Regions from separate parts of the Mus musculus genome. Here region 2 is linked to region 1. The links are chromatin contacts, called in public Hi-C maps. All regions are on one chromosome and are shown on one strand. The core of a region is the stretch at or near the end of the contact, and the rest is flanking DNA. Distances in the headings are between cores, read along the strand shown.

Region 1 (5,463 bases), core at 1,914-4,413:
CCAGCTTATTCTATTTCACCTGAACCCCACAACAATGTGATTGCTATACATGTTCTAATTAATATAAAATAACTAAATGTTTTTTTAAAATTTATTTTAGGTTTAGATGGAGAAAAAACAAAGCTTTTTCACTCAGTAAAGAAAGCTTTCCAACCAGGAGAAGATCAGTAGCTGTAACAAGCATCAAGACTTATTGTCAAGTTCAACTTTCTCTCCTAGGAAGAAAATACCAGGACAGAACCCAAGATCCTAGAGTCCTCACAGCACTGGAGACAAAGCAGCCACACAGCATCACACTGAAATCACCTGTGCTGTTTGCTCACTGCTTGATTTAGCAACATTGTTATATCCACTGCAACGCTGTTATATCCACTGCAACATTGTTATGTGCACTGCAATACTGTTATATCCACAGGCAAACTGAGAATTTCCATCCACTCTGCCACCAACAGGTTCAATCCCACTGCATTTTGAGTCTAACCCTAAGGTCAGTTATTCCTTAAGCTTGAAGGGATGCTTGTAAACTTGTTATTGGGCTGAGAAAGTGGCTTGGTGGGTGAAGTGCTCGCACACAAGAGCCAAAATTTGGATGCTAAGCCCCCACACCTAAGCCAGGCATAACTGCCTCCTCCTATAATCCTAGTGCTAAGGGATTAGAGATAATCCAACCAATCAGTGAGCCTCAGTTTCCATGAGATACCATGACTTAAAAAGTATGGTGGAGGGCAATAGAGAAAGAAACTCGAAGTTTACCTCTAGTCCAGGCATATATACACATGCAATACATTTCACACACACGCATTATTAATTAAAGTTAACAGACACTTGGAGTCTTAACTCCATCATTATGGAATGGACCACATCTGTGAAAATCAATCACCATAAACTCTCTTATTTCATCTAATGATGGTGAATATTTATTGATACATCTGCTTTGCAATGTATCAAGAAAGTAAGGTAGAAATGATATGGGCCCATGAATTAATTGTATCCTTAGAGGGAAGATCCAGATGATGGACAAACTATGAGTGGTCAATGCTCCCGTCCATGTGGAGTCTCTGTGTGAAGGTTTTACCTCATGTGTAAAATGGCAGCCTTTTCCCATGGCAGAAGAAGGCTCTCATATCCAAAATGAGAAGCCACTTTCCCTCAGCAGGCAGGGACAGATAACTCAATGAAGTCCAGGTCTTTAAGGCCACATCATTTCCCATTGTGATGAAGGAGTTCTTTTCCCCAGGAAAAGTGAAGATAACCCATGATGCATATACTAGATTGTTTTCTAATCCTCTGCCACATGCTTCATGGGAATTTAATAGTTTAATATTTCACAGCCTCCTATCTATGGGGATTAGGGAGAGAATGAGACCACAAGAAGCACAATGCTGCCAAATGACAAAGTTTTAAACATACCATGAACTGTGAGGTGTCCCCAGGGAGATGAGAGAATAGACCTACTAAAAAGGGCAATTGGATATTATATGATGGCTTTAGTTGGGTGGGAGAGTGGCAAGATAGCATTATGGGCAAAGGAACTACTTAGTGGCCAGGGGGATCTTTACCAGATCCACAGAACTCCATGTGAGACAAAGCTGCCATCTTGGATAAAGGAGGGGCTTCTGTACTTTCCCCAGTGTGGCTCTGCAGAGAGAAGGGCAGATCTCAAACTGAGGGGTACTGATCATCTGTCTCTTTGTGACCATTTTTGGTTCCATTATGTCATTTGCACGTGTTGAGGGAATGAGCTTGTGTTTGTGCACATTCGGGGAATGTGAACACTGTGTCCATCCATGCCCAAATTTAGAAGGCAGGATTACATCACATTTCAAAACATATGTTCCAGAGAAAATGAGCAAGAAAGGTTTTTTTTTTCCCACATTCAATGATATTTTAAATTCACTAAGGACTATTTAAAGCAGTTCTAAAGAAAAAATTTCTTTAAACAAACAAAAGAAACTTTAGGGGAATTAATCATGTTTGATTTTATAATCGCACAGATTCTTTTTTTTTTTATTTTTTTTATTTTTGAGATGCTGTGATGAAACCAGGACCACATGAATGTGAACTAAGCACTCTGCCTGGCTACATTGCCAATGGGAGATTAAATCTGCCTAGGTTTGTTTTCTTTACCCAGAGACTCACATACTTGATTATATTAGACACACTGTTTCTTAAAAAAAAAAAAAGTGGAATGTTTTGAAACAGTTTCACTTTTGATTTTTGTAGCTATATCACACTGTGGACTCAGAGGTTTGAAAATACTCAGCACATAGTTTAAAATCAGATATGTGGACCATTGATTTGTATTTGTATGTGTGTGTGTGTGTGTGTGTGTGTGTGTGTGTGTGTGTGTGTGTGTGTATGTATGTTTGTATGTATGTGTGTGTGTGTGTATGAGAAAGAATGGTGTGTGTGTGTATGAGAAAGAATGGTGTGTGTGTGTGTGTGTATGAGAAAGAATGGTGTGTGTGTGTGTGTGTGTGTGTGTGTGTGTGTGTGTGTGTGTAAGTGTTCACATTTCTATCCAGTTATCTGAAACCTTTCATTCTCTTCAAAGATAACTGACTCACCCAACGTGGATCATGGTACAGAACCTGGATGGCAGCTGATGCATGTGACCATGGGAGAGATATAAGAAGACTGTGAACAGTTTCTCACACTGATTGGAATGGGCATAGAAAGGCATTTGATGTGTTTGCTGCTGAGGTCCCATGGGTCAGTCTTCTGAGCTAGTGTTGAGGCTGTTTCGACAGCTAATAAAACAGCCATGCAGAGCACTGGGTTATTTAGGAATACCCATGGTTCTAGGAAGAGAAAGACATAGCTCACCAAACCAGCAGAGACTAAAAATCAGCCATAGCAGCTTGGCTTACCTACCAGAAAGAACATCTCAGATATGGACTTGGCAGCCAGACTGAAATACAAAAGCAGGTGATCTACATTGCATGGGAGAGTGTGCCATTCTCCTTGGACCAGATGCTAGAAACCCTAAAGAAACTTACAGAGGATAGGCAGTCATCTGGAGCAGGAGGAGGCATGGAAATCTACTTCTTACTGGAAGGGCCAGCCAAGTGGCAATCAGGCTTCCTGTCATTCTGGGGTGGGGGTGGGGGTGGCACTATGACTCCTTACCCAAAGCATCCATGTCAGATTCACTGACTGCAAGTGTTGGCCACAAGGTCAGGAAAAGCATCTGTGACCTTAAAGATCTGTGTGACTGAGAATGTGTGTGTGTCCTGCTGTTTTTAAATTATGTTACACATCAAGTCATGCCCTCCAATCTTAACATACTGAAACCCCAATGCCCTACAAGGCAGCTACATTTGGAGTGGGTCCTTTCAAATGGTGAGCAAGGTTGAATAAGGCCATAGAGAGAGTTCTAATCCAGTGGGCTTGGTGTCCTCATCAAAGGGGACAGAGACTCAGACACTCAAGACACAATCATGCAAGGAGGCAGGGAAGACATAGCCAGTGCTGTGCACTGGGTGTGGCTTATACTGAGGTCCCTGTCAGTCTGATGGATGATTCTGAGATCTTGTATCCTTAAGAGGGATCTATAGTGGGAATTACTTGGTCTTTGGGCTGTGTTCTTGGTTGGAGTCCAGGTAGCTTTGGAGAAGGGTTGTACTAAAGGCTGAGCCCAACCCTGCTCAATATCCTCTCTTCCTACTTCTCTGTCTTTCTGTCTTTCTGTCTTTCTGTCTTTCTTTCTGTCTTTCTTTCTGTCTGTCTGTCTGTCTGTCTTTCTGTCTGTCTGTCTGTCTGTCTGTCTGTCTGTCTGTCTGTCTGTCTTTCTTTCTTTCTTTCTTTCTTTCTTTCTTTCTTTCTTTCTTTCTTTCTTTCTTCCTTCCTTCCTTCCTTCCTTCCTTCCTTCCTTCCTTTCTTTCTTTCTTTTTTTTGAGACAGGGTCTCTCTGTGTAGCTCTGGCTGTCCTGGAACTCACTCTGTAGACCAGGCTGGCCTCAAACTCAGAAATCCACCTGCTTCTGCCTCCCAAGTGCTGGGATTAAAGGCGTGTGCAACCACACCCAGCTCTTCCTACTTCTTAAGGCCCCTACCACAGGAAGCATCAACACCTGACATATTCCACAGGACCCAAGTGGAAACTGAATAAAGTAGGAGCCAGCCTGAAGTGCCACCACTGTAAGAGAAATAGGTTGAACTCTGCTTCATTAGTAGCCTGCCCTTGGGTTTTCATTATAGTTCGGCAAAGTTGACTAAAGCAGCTATCTGCAAGTCAAAATGGAGAACCTGTGAAGGAATGAACCCCAACCCAACTCCAACCCCCAAATCCCTGTGGGAATAAGTTCTTGTTCAGCCACACATTGCTGTTGTTATGGCAACCCCAAATGAATGCAGATGACCCTCAGAATGGACTCACAAGGTGTGCAGTGCAGCTAAGTGGCAAAATACTTGCCTTGCATGCACACGACCCTGGGGTTCCATCCCAGCTCAAAAAACAAAAACAACAAAATAATAAACAAACAAAAAACCCAGGCAATGACTACAACAACAACAAAAACAAGTCAAAACAAAACTCTAAAGATGCATGTATGCATGCCTAGAAAATGGTCCGGGAATCGTTTGGCACATTCCTTCCATAAGGGACACTCCATTTGAGATATAATAATAAGAGATTTCTTTTTTCTTTACAGATCACATTCACTTTTGTTATTCAGAATCTTCATAGGAGTGTAACAAACACAGAGAGCCAAGCAAGCTCAGAATGGAGAGTCTGCCACAAGAGTTCCACCCTCCTCCTGCCTGGAGTCCCCACAGCCCCTGGGGCTCCCACAGAGCAGGGTTTGAAAAATGCTGCTTCCATCCTAGTGCCTTGCAGAGATCTAACATGTCAGCAAATTACCTCCAGTTCCCACATTATCGTTAATCATGGGCCTCCTGGGATGACAGTGTTCCCCTAGACATGATAAATAACAATGACCTGGAGGCTCCTGCATGCAGATATGTGCCTGTGTGCCTGCAAAGGGGGTCGGCATCCAGGAGAGATAGTGAGAAACTTTGTTCTTAATGCCTCCTTTGGGATTTCTTGCAAGGAGGCCATTCAAAGCAGACTCCATTCAAGGCACTTAGAATGCCCTGCCCAGAAATCTTTCCAGGGCCCTGGAGATGCTCAAGGACATTTGAAGATTCCCAGGTCCGTGGAGAAGAAATGCCCATCTCACCAAACAATGAGTCACTCTGACATCTCACCTATTCTGGGTTTTAGAGCACTGAGGCAAGGGAGGCCTTAGAAGTTCTCCAGTGAGCAATCTCTGCGCTCCCCTCCCTCTGTGCAGTTAGCTAACAACAAGCTTTCATTGAAGATGTGCTTATTAGCACTTCAGTCAGCTCCTCAGGGTCCCTCACTCCCAGGTTGACCTTGTGGTTGATTCTGGTCTTAGCAGTCAGGCTAGTGTCCTTCAGAGGACACTGGGCACTTGCTGACACATTTCTCAATGCTGGATG
Region 2 (5,994 bases), core at 1,846-4,345, 200 kb after region 1:
TGCATTGTTTCACATAGCTGCTGCAAAGATTCACCACAGACGTACTTGCTTAATAACAGACCAAATGTATAATCTTGTAACTGCATAAGTCAAAGGTCAAACGTCTTGGCAGGGATGCATGCCTACTGGAGACTGCAGGTGAGAGTGTCCTCATTTTTCCACTTTATAGAAGCTGCTGAATTCCTTGGCTTACTGCTTCCTTCTCCAACTTCAAAGCCAGCAGCCCAACAGAACTCTCAAATAAATCAATCCCATGTACAACTAGACTTGGACTTCCCCAGCATGATTAAGTTTTTCATGGGCAAACCACATAGTTTTTGGGCTTGGTTGCATTAGCCATTAAACCAATAAAAACAGAAAAGTTCTATATTTGAGTAAGAGAAATCAAACTTGTTAGAAAGTTTATGTGGCTCGCAGCATTAGCTAGCACTTTTTGAGAGGCAGGGGCATGGGTGCAGGGTCGTCACTCAAGTTCAATTTCCTAACTAACCTGGGTGTCACAAAGGTTGTGTGCACATCTCTCCCAAGGGAGCCATGGACACAGCTGAGGCAGTTCCCTAGGCTTCTGCCTTCCCACAGAGCTAGCCTAGAGGAGAGCTGCAGAATAGCCTGGCCAGGGCCAGTCTCTGGTGTCCCCTCCTGCCCACTTTTCCCCACCCTCATCTTCCTCCTTCTCTTTAATTGAATAGAAACAAAACCCCGACATACAAACAATAACAACAACTACTCTGTTATCTAGAGAAGGCTCAGTGTAAGTATTGAAATTCAGGCCCTCAGAGCACACATAAATGCCACATGGACATGGTGACATACCTGCAGCACCAGCACTCTCATTAAGAAAGTGAACACAGAGTAACACTTGAGCAACCAACTAGGTACCCCAGACATTTCAGTGGGCTCTGGACTCAAGTGAGAAGTGTTGCCTCGACATATAAGATGAAGATCAATGAAGGATGACTCTGACATCAGCATTGGCTCTGCACAGGAATATATGCTCATTTGCATGCACACACATACACACAAACATACAGGTAAATACCACGCACACCACACACATAGAAACACCTTTTAAAAGGTCACTTTGTTTCCTTGAGAAATAAATTGGAGGCATCAGAGCAGCTGTGGAGTGGTATCTTTGAGCCAATCATGCTTGTAGACAGGATACCTCAAGACCACCCCAGACACCTCCCAAGATTTGCAGGATGGCATTTTCCCAGAACAAATTAGTTCAGGACATTTTGCAAGGAATGGGGCAATTGTCTGCTGGAGATCACAATAAAATAGATGTTTGTCTTAATTTCCAAGCCATCGACCCCCAGACTCTCAGTGTCTTCTATTAAAGGCCACAATGGCCCTCCTTCATGATGCTAATCTATACTCTGATTCCTTCTCTAGACAGGCCTCAGTGCTCCTCTTACCTACTGCTGATCAATTGCAGGGAAATGATGGGCCTGTATCTATGCTGTACTAATTAGGGAGCGCATCATTTACTCAGCCTGGCAGACTGGGCCCTCCTCCTCCCCGCCATCACAAGCCCTCAGAGGCAGGCAGCGGATTCACTCTGTGACAGCTGGCAAGCCAGCCTCTGGGAATAAAACATTTTAGCACTTCATAAATTTCTAACAAGGTTTCAAATTGCCGCCATTTCCCTTCTCCCAGCTCCATCAACTAGCAAAGGGGTGGGGATAGAGACTAATTAAATCTACAGGGGGAACGTTCAACCAGTAGCATGGCTACTTATTAAAAATAATGAACTGTTAGGACCAACCTGCAAAGTGAGTTGAAATTCTCCCTGTGGCCCCTACATATAGAAATACAAAACACGGCCTCTGACCGTGTGCTTTTGACATGAAGCTTAGAGATGCCAGAGAACACAATGCTGACAGAGTCGTTGAGGGATGGCCTTCGCAAACCTAACAGAAGGTGACATGAAACTAGAATGCTGGGAGCAGCTAGGATGCTGAATAAAAACACAAGGTTGGCTCGTGATAAAATAGGTCATTTCAAATTCATTTCCTCCTATGATATTTTTACTGCAAACAATTGATTGTTTGTGGGTAGGCACCAAGCCAGAACAGCACAGTCCTCTAATTCCCAGGCAGAGAAATTTTCCAAGGTCTTTTTATGATTTTTATTTTATTTTATTTTTTGAGAATTTCATACATGAGTGCTGTATTCACATCATTTCTATCCCACAATCTCCCCCTCAAGTTCCCACTATGTCTCTACCACCTCCTTTTTTACTTCCTGACCAGTTCAGTTATACACACACATAACATATATACAAAACATATGCATATAAAACACATATATGTATATGTAATATGATCACTATCTATTACTTTGTAAAATTACCAGGCAGCAACAGCAGATAGCCCTGACCACTCCATGCTGTAATAGGAAGGCTGTTTGTTAGCAATAGAAAAGTGTGCCTGTAGCTGAAAGGGATTGCAACCCCATAGGAAGAACAACAATATCAACTAACTGGACCCCCCCAACCCCTGCCAGAGCTCCCAGAGACTAAATCACCAACCAAAGAATATACATGGAGGGACCCCATGGTTCCAGCCACAGATGTAGCAGAGGATTGCCTTATCTGGCATCAATGGGAGGGGAGGTCTTTGATTCTGTGGAGGCTTGTTGCCCCAGTGTAGGTGGATGCTAGGGTGGTGAGGTGAGAATTTGGGGGAGCACCCTCATAGAGGCAGTGGAAGAGGAAGGGAACAGGGAGCTTGCAGAGGAGAATCTGGAAAGGAGAACAACATTTGAAATGTTAACCAATAAAGAAGAAAGGAAGGGAGGAAGGAAGGAAGGAAGGAAGGAAGAGACATGAGCCCATGGACAGCACAGGTGAGCAGAGCACTGGATCACACAAAGACAACACACTAGAGGCATGGGGGAGGGGTGGCTGCAGACGATACAGAGATAAAAATCTTAATTTTCTACTGAGGAAGGCAGTATCCCTCTCTTTACTTATGTGTAGATAATCACAGACTGGGGTCTGAGTCTCACAAACTGAAGTCAAGGGCCCCAGGATGGGCTGGTCACATGAGCACATGAGCACTGAACCATGACACTGAGGACTCCCAGCTGTCATTCTGTTGCCAAATACTAAGCAGCCATGTCCTGCTCAGCTGCCACTGCTCTAAGGAAGATGCTCTGTGGCTCTGCACCTTTCTTTCTGGCTGTGCATGGCTGACCTCTGCAGTCCCAGATTCCTGTGAGGCCCTGCCCAGTGTGGCTAGGGATGAGGGTCAAGGTGCCAGATCTGCTCAATTAAACATTCCTTTAAATATCATCAGCATGACTGCCACTGAGAACAAAGTGTGCTAGAACGAGCATCTCGAAGCTGTTCCTGATTGAATGGCAGGTTGAAGTGATGTTCCCAATATTAATTGCAGCTTTGCTAATGTCTGGTTCTGGGCATCACAGCTAATTGACAATATGAATTGACGGCACTGCTCATGATGTCTTCTGTGACATTCAGGTCAGAACGCCAGTGATTTGCTAATTGGTACTTGGCTCATCTCGCCAGTGTGTATGTGTGTGTGTGTGTGTGTGTGTGTGTGTGTGTGTGTGTGTGTGTGTGTGTGTTTGTGTACACATGTCCATATGTGTGTGCCTATATATGTACATGTACCTGTGCGTACACATGCACCTGTGTATATATGTGTATATGTCTGCATGTGCACCTGTGTGTTCACTAAGGGATGAATTAAAGGGCCAAAAAAAAATCAAGCAGACTATTTTGATGAATTGGAAAACTATGTACTTATCAAACATTTTGAGGGCCTACAAAATGACTCAGCAAGCAAAGGTGCTTGCTGCTCCAGCCTGACATCCTGAGTCTGCCCCCTGAATCCACGTAAAGGTAGATGAAAAGAAACTATATGAAGTTGTTTTCTGATATCCATGCATGTGCCATGACTTGTGTATATTCACACTCATACACACATATTATATACCATAGTAAATAAACCACTTAGTTAGAAGAAAGAACATTGTGCTATTGAACATATTTTAGGAAAACATCTGAATTTATAACACAGCACAGGCCAGGGCATAACTAAAGGACATACAGTCATCTAACCTCACACCACATCACAGATTATTCCCTATCTCTAAGCCATGAGGCTGCAGTGTGATCAGTTTAAAAACAACACCGTGACACTCTTGCCTCACATTCTACAAACTCCCAAGGAGTCTTTTACACTCATCCCACACAATGCTTCCAATGGCTATTTCATCCCTTCTGCTAATGGCAACCCTTAGTCTTGCTTCCAGTGAGCCCTGCAGGGCATACCTGATGAGGTCAAGAGTGGTCCTGGCTGGTGTCTGAGTGTAACAAATAATCTTGCCTGAGCTTATTCTCAATAAGACACCAAGCCTATCCTGATGTTCCTGAGAGTGAGTGACTATCTGAAGGTTTCCCTAATATCCTTGGGGCCCCATCTACAGGAACTCTGTGTACTGGGTCACCCAGGGTAGAGTGGTTTCTAGACCAGAGCAGCTGCCAGGGAGCATGTCAACTGGAATCAGCAAGTTTGAACCAAAAGCAATTAGTTATTGGGAACTCAAGCTAAACCCTAGACTGTGGAGAGCCTTAGACAAAAGAGCCTGGGAATGAAGAAAGGAATGCCACCTTACTCTGGAAAGGAAGGCAAATGGAAGGATAGGAGCCTGCAGTTCACTCAACAGGGAAGTGCATCAAGTGTCCCAGACTGTAGTGTTAATGAGCAGTTAAAGACCTCTTTTGATGTCCGAATGAGTTTGTTTGGAGACCAAAAATTTAGAGCCTCCTATAATGGGTGCTGGGAATCTGTTCAAATTAGCACATATAAGCCTTGACCTTGGAGGCTTCCCACCATCCTTCCACTGTCGTTAATCTTTCTCACCCTACAGGAACACTCCAGATCAAAGAATGTCGTTCTCAGTCTTTGATAATCTGTTCTTCATGAGGTCTTCATAATGGCTTGATGTTCTGAGCTGGGTATTATATAAAAGAAGATGAGTCACATAGATGGTTCTTACAAAACGTGGGAGTCTGATGAGCAGCTCACAGATTACCTCAGCTAAACACCTGTCCTGCAGAGCTGCATTCATGGAACAGGGAGAGATGAAACTGGTGGTGCTTTCTGGTACCTACAGATGAGTGTGGCTTGCAACTCAAGAGCCCTTATGAAAAGCCAAATGCAAGTCAAGGCTCCTCTGGTCATTCCTCAGAGAGGAGCTTCTATCTGCCATCCTGGCCCCAAGTCATATCCAGTTGGAAAAACCATCACTTACTGAGCCACCTCTCCCTGGGCTCCCTAAACTCTCTTTGACTAGCCACACATTACCATCTTCTGAGTTTATATTTTTTTACATTCTCCAAGATTACCAGATGTGATGGATAATCTTGGTAGCCAACTTGACTACATCTGGATTCAACCAAAATCTAAGAAGCTGGACACTTCTATAAGGGGTTTCTTGGTTACATCATTTGAGATGGGAAGAATCACCCCAAATCTAGGTCACACCTTCTGGTGACAGCCCACATAAAAGGACATTTTTTTTTCTGCTTGACCAGCAGCTCTCTAGGAATCCTCTGAGACCCCAGCACCAGATCGAGAATACCGAACCATCCATTTCATAAACTGAACAACTACTAGATTTTTGATCTTTCCATTGACCACACACGGTCTTCAAGCTACTCTAATAAATTCATGTATGTATACATACACATACACATGCATATACAATCAGTTACTTCTTTAGAGAGACTAATGCAAACACAACAGGATTCCAATCAAGATTACAGAGCCACCCTCAATATCTGATCTGAATGGGCTTCTTGGCCTCTCCAGCTCCTGGGGATGACTAGTGATGCTGGTCAGCCTTTATCAGGAACCTTATCAGGTCAAGCTAGCCATATGCCCTTCACCCATGCTATCTCCTACTGATTTTTCATCCACAGACCTCTGACCCTGGACTGTAAATCTTAGCTCTCCCTAC

What was found. A called contact is a pair of places that touch in the nucleus more often than the background predicts.
Region 2: a contact with region 1 is called in a Hi-C map of the N1E-115 cell line, with 4 times the contacts expected there. The contact joins two enhancer-like sites. A contact is called at or near these places in 3 of 484 Hi-C or Micro-C datasets (the N1E-115 cell line, cerebral cortex and nephron progenitors).

The regions. Positions count from the first base shown.
Region 1 is chr16:96,899,673-96,905,135 of GRCm38.p6, forward strand. All of the region lies in intron 3 of Dscam (DS cell adhesion molecule), which reads right to left. It overlaps Gm32432 (a long non-coding RNA gene), which reads left to right. Exons shown (of 2, transcript XR_876307.3): 1 at 1-5,463. Among named protein-coding and RNA genes, the nearest start is that of Gm32432, 20 kb to the left of the region's middle. Within about 2 kb of position 3,164, at least 21 of the 459 cell types and tissues checked have an H3K27ac peak or open chromatin away from gene starts, as enhancers often do. A contact at or near this core is called in the N1E-115 cell line, where this site is marked.
Region 2 is chr16:97,097,111-97,103,104 of GRCm38.p6, forward strand. The region is part of intron 1 of Dscam (DS cell adhesion molecule); the gene reads right to left. Among named protein-coding and RNA genes, the nearest start is that of Dscam, 71 kb to the right of the region's middle. Within about 2 kb of position 3,096, at least 11 of the 459 cell types and tissues checked have an H3K27ac peak or open chromatin away from gene starts, as enhancers often do. A contact at or near this core is called in the N1E-115 cell line, where this site is marked.